3 separate regions of the Sus scrofa genome follow, and all the other regions are linked to region 2. The links are chromatin contacts, called in public Hi-C and HiChIP or PLAC-seq maps. All regions are on one chromosome and are shown on one strand. Each heading gives the region's core, a stretch centred on a gene start, on an enhancer-like site or on the middle of the called end of the contact. The rest is flanking DNA. Distances are from core to core; before and after follow the strand shown. Region 1 holds the start of DBN1 (drebrin). Region 2 holds the start of MXD3 (MAX dimerization protein 3). Region 3 holds the start of NSD1 (histone-lysine N-methyltransferase, H3 lysine-36 and H4 lysine-20 specific).

Region 1 (2,700 bases), core at 6-2,505, 160 kb after region 2:
AGACAACAGCTGGCACGAGGGGGAGAAGGCAGGCCAGCTCCTCCCCCAGCAGGAAGCTGAGAGCCCCTTGCCACTGGGCCACTGGGTTATGGCTCAGTGGATCTACTCACCCCCTCATCCTTCTCCAGGAACTCCCTCCACATTAGTGCCCCTGGGGTCTTCCTCGCGGGAACCCCACCTGGTTCCCTAGGCAGGCAGTTCAGTCCCTTTGGCATGTCCCAACCCAGCCGCCTGGTCCCTGCAATCCCCATCGGGCTGTGGATCCCTGCCTCCTCGACCCCTGAGGGAACAGGAGTCACTTGGCGGTGGCTATGTGGCAATGAACGTCTTTCCATCACACCCCAACTCTGAGAGGCCCCCCGGTGGGCGGGGCGCCCCGGCCCCCAGCCCGCTCTGCTCCTCCCCCCGCCCTGGCTTTCCTTTGTGCTCTGGCCGGGCCGGGCTGGGCCGGGCAGACTGCACTCGCTCTCATAGCTGGTCCCCGCCCCGTCCCTGCCCGGTCCTTGCCCGCTCGAAGGTGGCGAAGGTGCCCTTGGCCGCCCGGTGCACACCTGTCCCCCGGGTCCGGGGCGGAGGGAAGGGGGCGGGGGATGGCCTCCCGAAGGGCCAGGAGGCCCCGGGCCACACATCTGGACCCTGCGTCTCCCCAGCTCGCGTCCGGCCACCGCTCCCAACGCGCGACTGGGGCCGCCTCCGGGCGCTCGGGGCCGCCGGTGCCCCGCCTGGCCCGCCCGGCCCCTCCCCCGGCGCGCACAAAGGCAGCCCCTCCCCAGCCCTCCCGGGCCGCTGCACCATTTCGGGGTCTCCCCCTCCCTCCCGGCTGCTGGGCGGCGGGGCCGGGTGGAAACAAAGGCGCGGCGGCGGCGGCAGCGCGGGGACAAAGGGGCTGGGGGGCGGGGGCGGGGGGCTCACCAGTCGGCCGAGCTCTCCTCCCGAATCACCTCCTCGTAAGCCGCCAGCAGCTCCAGGCGGTGGCCGCTGAAGCTGACGCCGGCCATGCTGCGGGCCGGACCGAAGCCGAACGGACAGACGCACGGACGGACGGACGGACGGAGAAGGAGGGAGGGAAAGAGGGAGTCGCCGCGCCGCCGCTGCCGCCTCAGAGCCTCTGCAGCGTTGCGAGCTGAGCGAGCCAGCGGCCGGGGGAGGGGAGCCGGCCGGCGGGGGGCGGGGGGCGCTGGCTCCGCCCGGCTCGCTCCCTCCGCGCGCTCGGTCCTAGCGCCGCCCCGGCCCAGCCCAGGGGGAGGCCCGCCCCCCCTTCCCGGCCTGCCTCGGGCGCCCCCACGCCCCTCGCCCGCAGCCCCTGCGCGCCTCGCCCGGGCGGCTCTACCCCTCTGCGCCCGGGGGCTGTCCTTCCCACGTCCCAAACTCTCACCTAGGGTGTTTCCAGCCCGCCTGACGCCCTCACCCCTTTCCCCCAGACGCAAACGCAGCCCGTCCCCACCTCACCAACCCCTTATGCAGGCCCAGCTTCGGTCCCAAATCCACTCCATTCCAATCCGGCCCAGCCCCATTCCGTCCTTAATTGATCTCTACTCCAGCCTCGTCCCCACTCCTGGTCCATCCCAACCTCCCAGCCCTAACCCATTTCATCTGCAGCCCATCCCCACCTCTGAAAGGCCCGTTCCTAATCAATCCTCATCACTGTCCGCTGCCCTGTTCATCTCCACCCCAAATCCAGACCATTTCTTTCCCCTCCCAGCTTCAGCCCCACTCCCAACCCAGTGCTAGACACACACCCCTTACCCATTCATCAGACCCCATCCCTAGCCGCACCCTCCTCCGTCTAGCCTATGCTGTTCCCATTCTGATCCTGTCCCTAACCACATCTCTCCATCCTTACCTCCTAAACCATTCCCCAGCTGCAACCCAGTTTCTTACCTCAGCACTCCCAACCTCTACCCTTTCCTTGCCCCACCCTATGCTGTGCACCCCTCTCTTACCAGCCACCCCCTGAGCCCTCTCAGATGGGGCCAGCCCAGGAAATCCTTTGCCTTCCCTCCCAAGCCTCAGCCCTCCCAGAGGAATCCCAAGTTGGTTCGAGTTCCAGAAGTAGCATCTAACCCCAGATTCCCAGGGCAGGGCTCCTCCAAGGACACTCCAGGGCCAGCCTCCTGACACCTTTATTTCCCAAAGCTCTGAGCACAGGCAACACTGGGGCCTCAGAAGAGTCCTCTGCAGGGAAGTGGGACTGCCAGAGCCTCCTGGAGCATCTCCGCTCCCATCTGAGCTGAGACCCCGAAACCCTCTGCAGCTCTCAGAAGCCTTTACCATCAGCTACAAGGTCTTCCACCCCATCTTCTCAAAGGAGGTGACAGAACCTGAGAAAACTCCTGGTCCAATCTGGAAGGTGGTTGGGCTGGGTCTCTGAGTTCTTAGTTGGGTAACCAGCTGTACCAAGAGAAGGAGGGCATTGTGCATTGGTTTCCAGCAGTGGGTCACAGTGTTTGGGTGTAGGAAAAAGCTCTTAAGATACATCACAGGCCCCTCTGGAGAACTCTATGCACCCATTATGCCCATGGACCCCTGGCCCTGGCAGTTTCTTCGTGGCTCCCACTTGGAGCAGGTCACAGGCAGAGTCACTAAGATTCTGGGGAGAGAGGAGACCCCACAGTGGGGCTGAAGGGTACCTGGGAGAAGGATTTCAGGCCTCAGTCCTTTCCTGCTTCCTTTGACTTATCCCAGCTCAGAACACCTCTC
Region 2 (2,700 bases), core at 98-2,597:
AGAGTAAGGAGGCCAAATGCTGACAGAGGCCTGCCCAGGTGACTGTGGGGTCCAAATCAGAACCCCAGCAGCAATCAGGAAGGGCTTCCTGGACACAGGTGACAACTGAACTAAGCCCAGCAACACAAGTTATTCAAAATGGGTAGTGGACAGAGAGGCATTCCAACTGGGGGGAACAGCATGTGCAAAGGGTTGAGAAGACAGCAAAGGAGTAAGCTTGGGGACGTAAGAGTGTGGAGTGTAAGAGTGTGAGGGGACGCAAGACCCAGAAGTGTCTGGTTTACAGTTCCTAACATACCAGAGAAAGAGTCCTTGAACGAAGAGTGTTAAGGGGCGGGAGAGGAGGGGAGAAACGGCAGGAGGAGTCTGAATACCTCCAGAGGAGGGTACCTGACCCAGACGATTCAAGCAACAAGGATGAAGTGGGCAGTGGAGGGGCCCGAAGAGGGCCGGCGCCCATCCCCCACCCCAGGTCCCCGCTGTCCCCAGCCTTCCTCACCGCCCACTGTCCAGCGCGCCAGGATCTTGGGGGGACCGCCGCCTCCTCCTGTGGACCGGGCCAGGACTTCGGTGCGGAAACAGGGACGCATAGCCATGCTCCGCCTCTGCGGGAGAGAACCCCCGCCCGCGTCAGGCTGGGGCTAACACCAGCGGGCGGCCCTGGCACAGTAGGATCAGGGAGGGCCTTCTGGCTACAGGGCTATGTCGCCAAGCCCTCCCACCACACTGCCCGACGCCTCTGAGGTGAGGGAGGGGTGCCCCAGAACTACTGCCCTAAAGCCATGCATCTTTCAAGTTGGGAGCCAAGTCCAGCCCAGGCCCATGTCAACGAGGTCGCTGCCTCGAGTAGAACCAAGGGTTCTTCCTCACCTCTCTCGCGGCGCTCCAGGAACTCGGCCGCCTGCAGCAGAACTTGGATATTGCTGGCCACGGGTTCCATGTCCGCGACAGCTGGCGGCGGGCTGGCCTACGGTGCTGGCCGGAGGAGCGGCTGCACCACTTTTGTTACAATGTAACTGACACGGCGCAACAAACACAGGCGCTCGGCCCCGCCCCCCAGGACGCCCCGCCCCGCCCCGGGACAGCCCAGCTCCTGGCCCCGCCCTCCTGAAACTTGCCGGGGAACCTCGGGGAACCTCGGCCCACCCCACGCGACCACGCCCGCCCCCTCAGACTTGTAGGGCTGCTACAAGCTTCGGCTCCAGGCCCGACCCTTGGACAAACTCCTGGGCTGGAGGGTTGCTGCGTCCTACAGCTTCGCTCAGCAACTCCACGTCTGTTACTTGCGTTTCTAGGCCTCAGTTCCCAGCCCCGTGCTGGTGGCGAAAGGCCGGAACACAGAATGGTGCTTTGGGGGCGGGTGATCTCTAGGAGGCCCCTGGCTCCGCCGCTGCACGTGGGCACGGCGGAGGCGGGGCCCGACGGGCGCCCTCACTCATTTGCCCATTGCCTCCTGCGGCCAGCTGTCTTCACCTTGGGGCGGGGCTGGGGGGCCTCTGAGGCACCATTGGCTGCGCGCGGTTCCGCCTTCTCCCGCCGCTGGTCAACATGTTCGGGCGGGAAAAGGAGCAGGTTTCAAATTTGAAAACCCGAGCGAGGAGGGCGGAGTTGAGCGGGGAATGGGGCCCGCAGTGCGCAAGCGCCAGGGAAGAGGGGCGCGGATCTGGCTCCTGCGCTCCCGGGTCTGTACCTTTGCCTGCTTGCCATCTGCCCCCGTAACGCCCACTGGGCCTCAGCTTCCTACTGTGGCGGATGGGAATAGTCTCCCGGCTCCTCCAACCCCTCATCTGCAGGGAAGCTACTGTCGCTATGAAAACATCAGAAGGGTACCAACTTGAGAACTGATTTGCTAGGGTTCTGGAGCCGACACCAATTCTTCTTGTCACCAATACTTCTCAGGAAAATGCCTTCCTTCCTGTAGGATCGAGAAGCCTTGGGACGGCGTCTTTGAAGGATCTGAACCCATGCCTATGCTGTGTGCAGTTTGTAGAAGCTCCTGGTGTCTTAAGGTTGGTGCAACCTGATGCAGGCTTCTTCCTCCCACAGGGCCCCTGGTCGTCTTACTCGGAGTCCATGGGCCCTTCTTTAACGTGACTTTATAGCCTCCTGAAGAAGATGCAGTGACTTCTATGGGTAGCACCACGAGGTGTCGTCACACCTGAGGGGGCGGTGAAGCCTAAGGGTGGAGACCTGAAGATGAAAGCAGCTGTTACAGGGTGGAGCATTACCGCCAGACTGGGGCTGGGTCTGTGACCCGGAAAAGGAGAGGATGGAGAAGTAGGAACTAGATTCTTTTTTTTTTTTTTTTTTTTTTTTTTGCTTTTTAGGGCCACACCTGCGGCTTATGGAAGTTCCCTGGCTAGGGGTCAAATCAGAGCAATAGCTAGAGGCCTACATCACAGCCACAGCAAGGCAGCATCCTTAACCCACTGAGCAAGGTCAGGGATGGAACTTGCGTCCTCATGGATACTAGTTGGGCTCCTTAGTGCTAAGCCACAACAGGAAATCCCTAGATTCTTTAAAAAGAGACAGTCCTGGGTAAACACATAGCACATGGCAGTCAGTCCTCAGATCCTTGAGAAAAAAACTTTTTGTCTTTTTAGGGCCACACCTGCGGTATATGGAAGTTCCCAGGCTAGGGATCAAATTGAATTGGAACTGCGGCTGCCAGCCTACACCACAGCCACAGCAACTCAGGAT
Region 3 (2,700 bases), core at 58-2,557, 170 kb before region 2:
CCCGGTCCCAGTGCCAGGCCTAGACCGGGACTAGGCACCGGAGGCGGTGCAGGGATTAGTGGACCCCTCCCCCAGCGCTCCCCTTGCCCCGCCCGAGGCAGCGAGGACCCCTGGGCCCCGGGGTGGTGAGGGAGCTTCGTGCTGGCGGTGCCCAGGCTGGGGACTTGGCCTCACTGGGAGGGGGCCGTACGGCGGCAGGCCGAGGTGCGGGAGAGCTGTCAGGCTGCTGCCCGGCTCGGGTGCGGGGGGGTGGGCTCAGCGCGGGGGTCGCCCGGCCTCATTCCCCCGCCGAGGCCACGGCCGGGCGGGCAGTGCCCGGGCGGGTAACCCGACCCGACCCGGCTCCCGGGAGCCGCTCACCCCGCACGGCCGGGCAGGGGGAGGGAGAGGAATGGGGAGGAGGGGGAAGGGAAGGAGTGGTGGGTGAGGGGCCGTGGGGACCGCAGGGCCGAGTCCCCGGCCTGTCTGCGCAGCTCTAGGGCGGCTGCCTTTGGAGCCCCAGACGAGCCAGCCCCCTGCCTCGCGGGCGTCGGGCCTGCGGCAGGAGGGAGCCCTGGGGCTGTACAGGCTTGGCTCGGGGAGGCAGACCCGAGCTACTGCCTCCATTTTGTTTCCTGCTCAGCTTGGTCTGTGGTGGTGGTGGTGTGGGCTTGGGGTGCGGCCGGGCAGGGGGTTCACCTGCGGCCGCGCCTGTTCGGGGTTTGAGGCCTCGAAGACCCCATCCCAACCCCCCAGGTGAGCCCTGCGGCAGGAGGGGGGGTTGCTTTGGCCTCGGGCCGAGCCGAGCGGGCTGAGGGCAGGTGCCCAGTGGATGGGGAACCCGGGCTGTAACCTAAGATGGAGGCCGGGACTGACGCGGGCCCGAGCGGGTCTGGCGGGGCGGTCAGACAGGCCCCAGCCCGGCCAGGTGCCGCCGGGGCTGGGCTCGAGACCGGTAGGGTGCTAGAGTTGTATGCAGCCCGGGGCCCGCGCAGCGCCCCGAGGTAGGTGAGGGCACTGGAGTGCCACCCACGACGCCCGCAGGCCCGGACACTCTGGGGAGGCGCGCGAGGCCTCTGGGGAACCCGCCTCAGGCCCCGCCCGGACAGCCGGGCCGGCCCGTAGGCCCGGGCCGCAAGCGGGCGCGCAGGGGAGGGGAGGGGGCGGCAGCGGCGGCTCCGCTGATTGGGCGACGCGCTCGCGAGCCCGACTTCACCCGCCCTGAACCCCGAAGAGTGAGGCGAGGGAGCGCGCGCCGTGGGGGAAGGGGTGCGCGCGCACTCGGGGCCCCAGCCGCACGCGGGCCGGCGCGAGGCGCTCGGTCGCACGCGCCGCCGCGGGGGCGCGCGCGGTGGGGGTGTGAGGAGGAGGAGGCGGCGGCGGAATAGGCCGGGGCAGGTCGCGCTAGCTGCTTTCTACCCTGAAGAGAGACGCGGGGGGGAGGGGGGTGCGGCGAGCGGCTCCGCGCTCTCCCCACCGCTCCGCTTGCGCCCCAGTGTAATGAGGGTCACCCCCTCCCCCCAGCCGGCCCGGGAGGGGGCGCGGGGCACGGTAACTAGTGCGCTGGGGTGGGTGGCGGGCAGGCGCGAGCAGGAGGGAGGAGGCGGCCGGGCGGGGAAGATGGTGGTGGCCGTGAGGTGAGGGGCGCGGGGGAGGGCCGGGTGCGGCTCAGGGTTGGTGGCCGGCGGCATTGCGGCCGCAGGCCCCCTCCCCCTCCATCACTACCAGCGGGGCTCAGGCCTAGCCGGCCGGGCCGCCGCGAACTTCCTCCCCGCGCGGCCTGTGCCCCACCGGCCTCCCGCGCGCACCTCGGCCTGCGCCTCCCCTCAGGTAGCCGGCTTGGGGGCACGGGGCCGGCTGCTCTCCTGCAGCAAACTTTGCTTGCTGCTGAATATTGATGAGTGCGATCGGCTCGGCCAGGAGGTGCTGCCGGCCCTGCGGGAAGGAGCGCGGCCCGGGCAGGCGGCGGCGGCGTCGGCAGCAGCCATGTTTGTCAAGCTGTAGCAGCTGCTGCTGCCCTGACTCGGCTTCACCCGCTGCCTCCGTTTCTCCCCCTGCCGCGTTCCGACCTCTGGGCCCTGCAGCCGTGCACCGAGCAGGCCTGCCGTTAGGAAGGCGAGCTTCGTTGTGCACCCGCTTCGGCCGACTTGCCTACGGCCTCAGCACGGCCGCTGCAAAGGCTCCGGCGCCGGCTGGGGCGCAGGGTGCAGCGCTATTGTGACCGCTGCGCCCGAGCGAGTCAGGAAGGATGGGGGGGTAATAACCTTTTTGTGTAGCCTCCGGGAGCCCCCACTCGATCCCTACAGCCCCCCTCCCTTCGGGAGATCCTGCCGTTGGACCCCCAACGGGGGAGGGGAGGACGATTCTACTTTGAGATTTGGAAATTTCTACTGCCAAAGGGATTTTAATTTTAGATCAGCCCAATTGTCCACCAATCTGCAGTGCAGGGAAAAGGGACGGGCTGTTTCCATGTGGCAAGATCTCCCCAGCTCCGGGAAGATGGAGTTTGCGGAGGCTCACCCGAAGCCATTTTTCCATCGTCAGCTGGGGAACTTTTTCCGCCCATGAAGTGCAGCAAGAATGGCATCGAGGCCACTAGGCCTTGAGAAGTGGCTGCCATTTTGAAGATAAGAGTCAATGGCTTGTAAACTCAGATTAATTGCCGTGTTTTTGGATTCCAGGTTGATGCTGGCCCAGGATGGATCAGACCTGTGAACTATC

The links. A called contact is a pair of places that touch in the nucleus more often than the background predicts. HiChIP or PLAC-seq counts read pairs in DNA pulled down with a chosen protein or histone mark.
Region 1: an H3K27ac HiChIP or PLAC-seq map of alveolar macrophages shows a contact between it and region 2. The contact joins the promoter of DBN1 here to the promoter of MXD3 in region 2. A contact is called at or near these places in 1 of 5 promoter capture datasets (fetal liver) and 1 of 2 datasets of contacts at active chromatin or transcription factors (alveolar macrophages).
Region 3: a Hi-C map of skeletal muscle shows a contact between it and region 2, with 5 times the contacts expected there. The contact joins the promoter of NSD1 here to the promoter of MXD3 in region 2. A contact is called at or near these places in 1 of 47 Hi-C or Micro-C datasets (skeletal muscle) and 1 of 2 datasets of contacts at active chromatin or transcription factors (alveolar macrophages).

The regions. Positions count from the first base shown.
Region 1 is chr2:80,479,158-80,481,857 of Sscrofa11.1, reverse strand. It overlaps DBN1 (drebrin), which reads right to left and starts at 1,255. Exons shown (of 14, transcript XM_021084369.1): 1 at 913-1,255. The coding sequence starts at 998.
Region 2 is chr2:80,635,630-80,638,329 of Sscrofa11.1, reverse strand. It overlaps MXD3 (MAX dimerization protein 3), which reads right to left and starts at 1,347. Exons shown (of 6, transcript NM_001244104.1): 1 at 871-1,347; 2 at 500-605. The coding sequence starts at 940. LMAN2 (vesicular integral-membrane protein VIP36) reads right to left here. Exons shown (of 8, transcript XM_013994865.2): 8 at 2,162-2,190. The coding sequence ends at 2,177.
Region 3 is chr2:80,807,604-80,810,303 of Sscrofa11.1, reverse strand. NSD1 (histone-lysine N-methyltransferase, H3 lysine-36 and H4 lysine-20 specific) reads left to right here and starts at 1,307. Exons shown (of 23, transcript XM_003123667.6): 1 at 1,307-1,530; 2 at 2,661-2,700. The coding sequence starts at 2,678.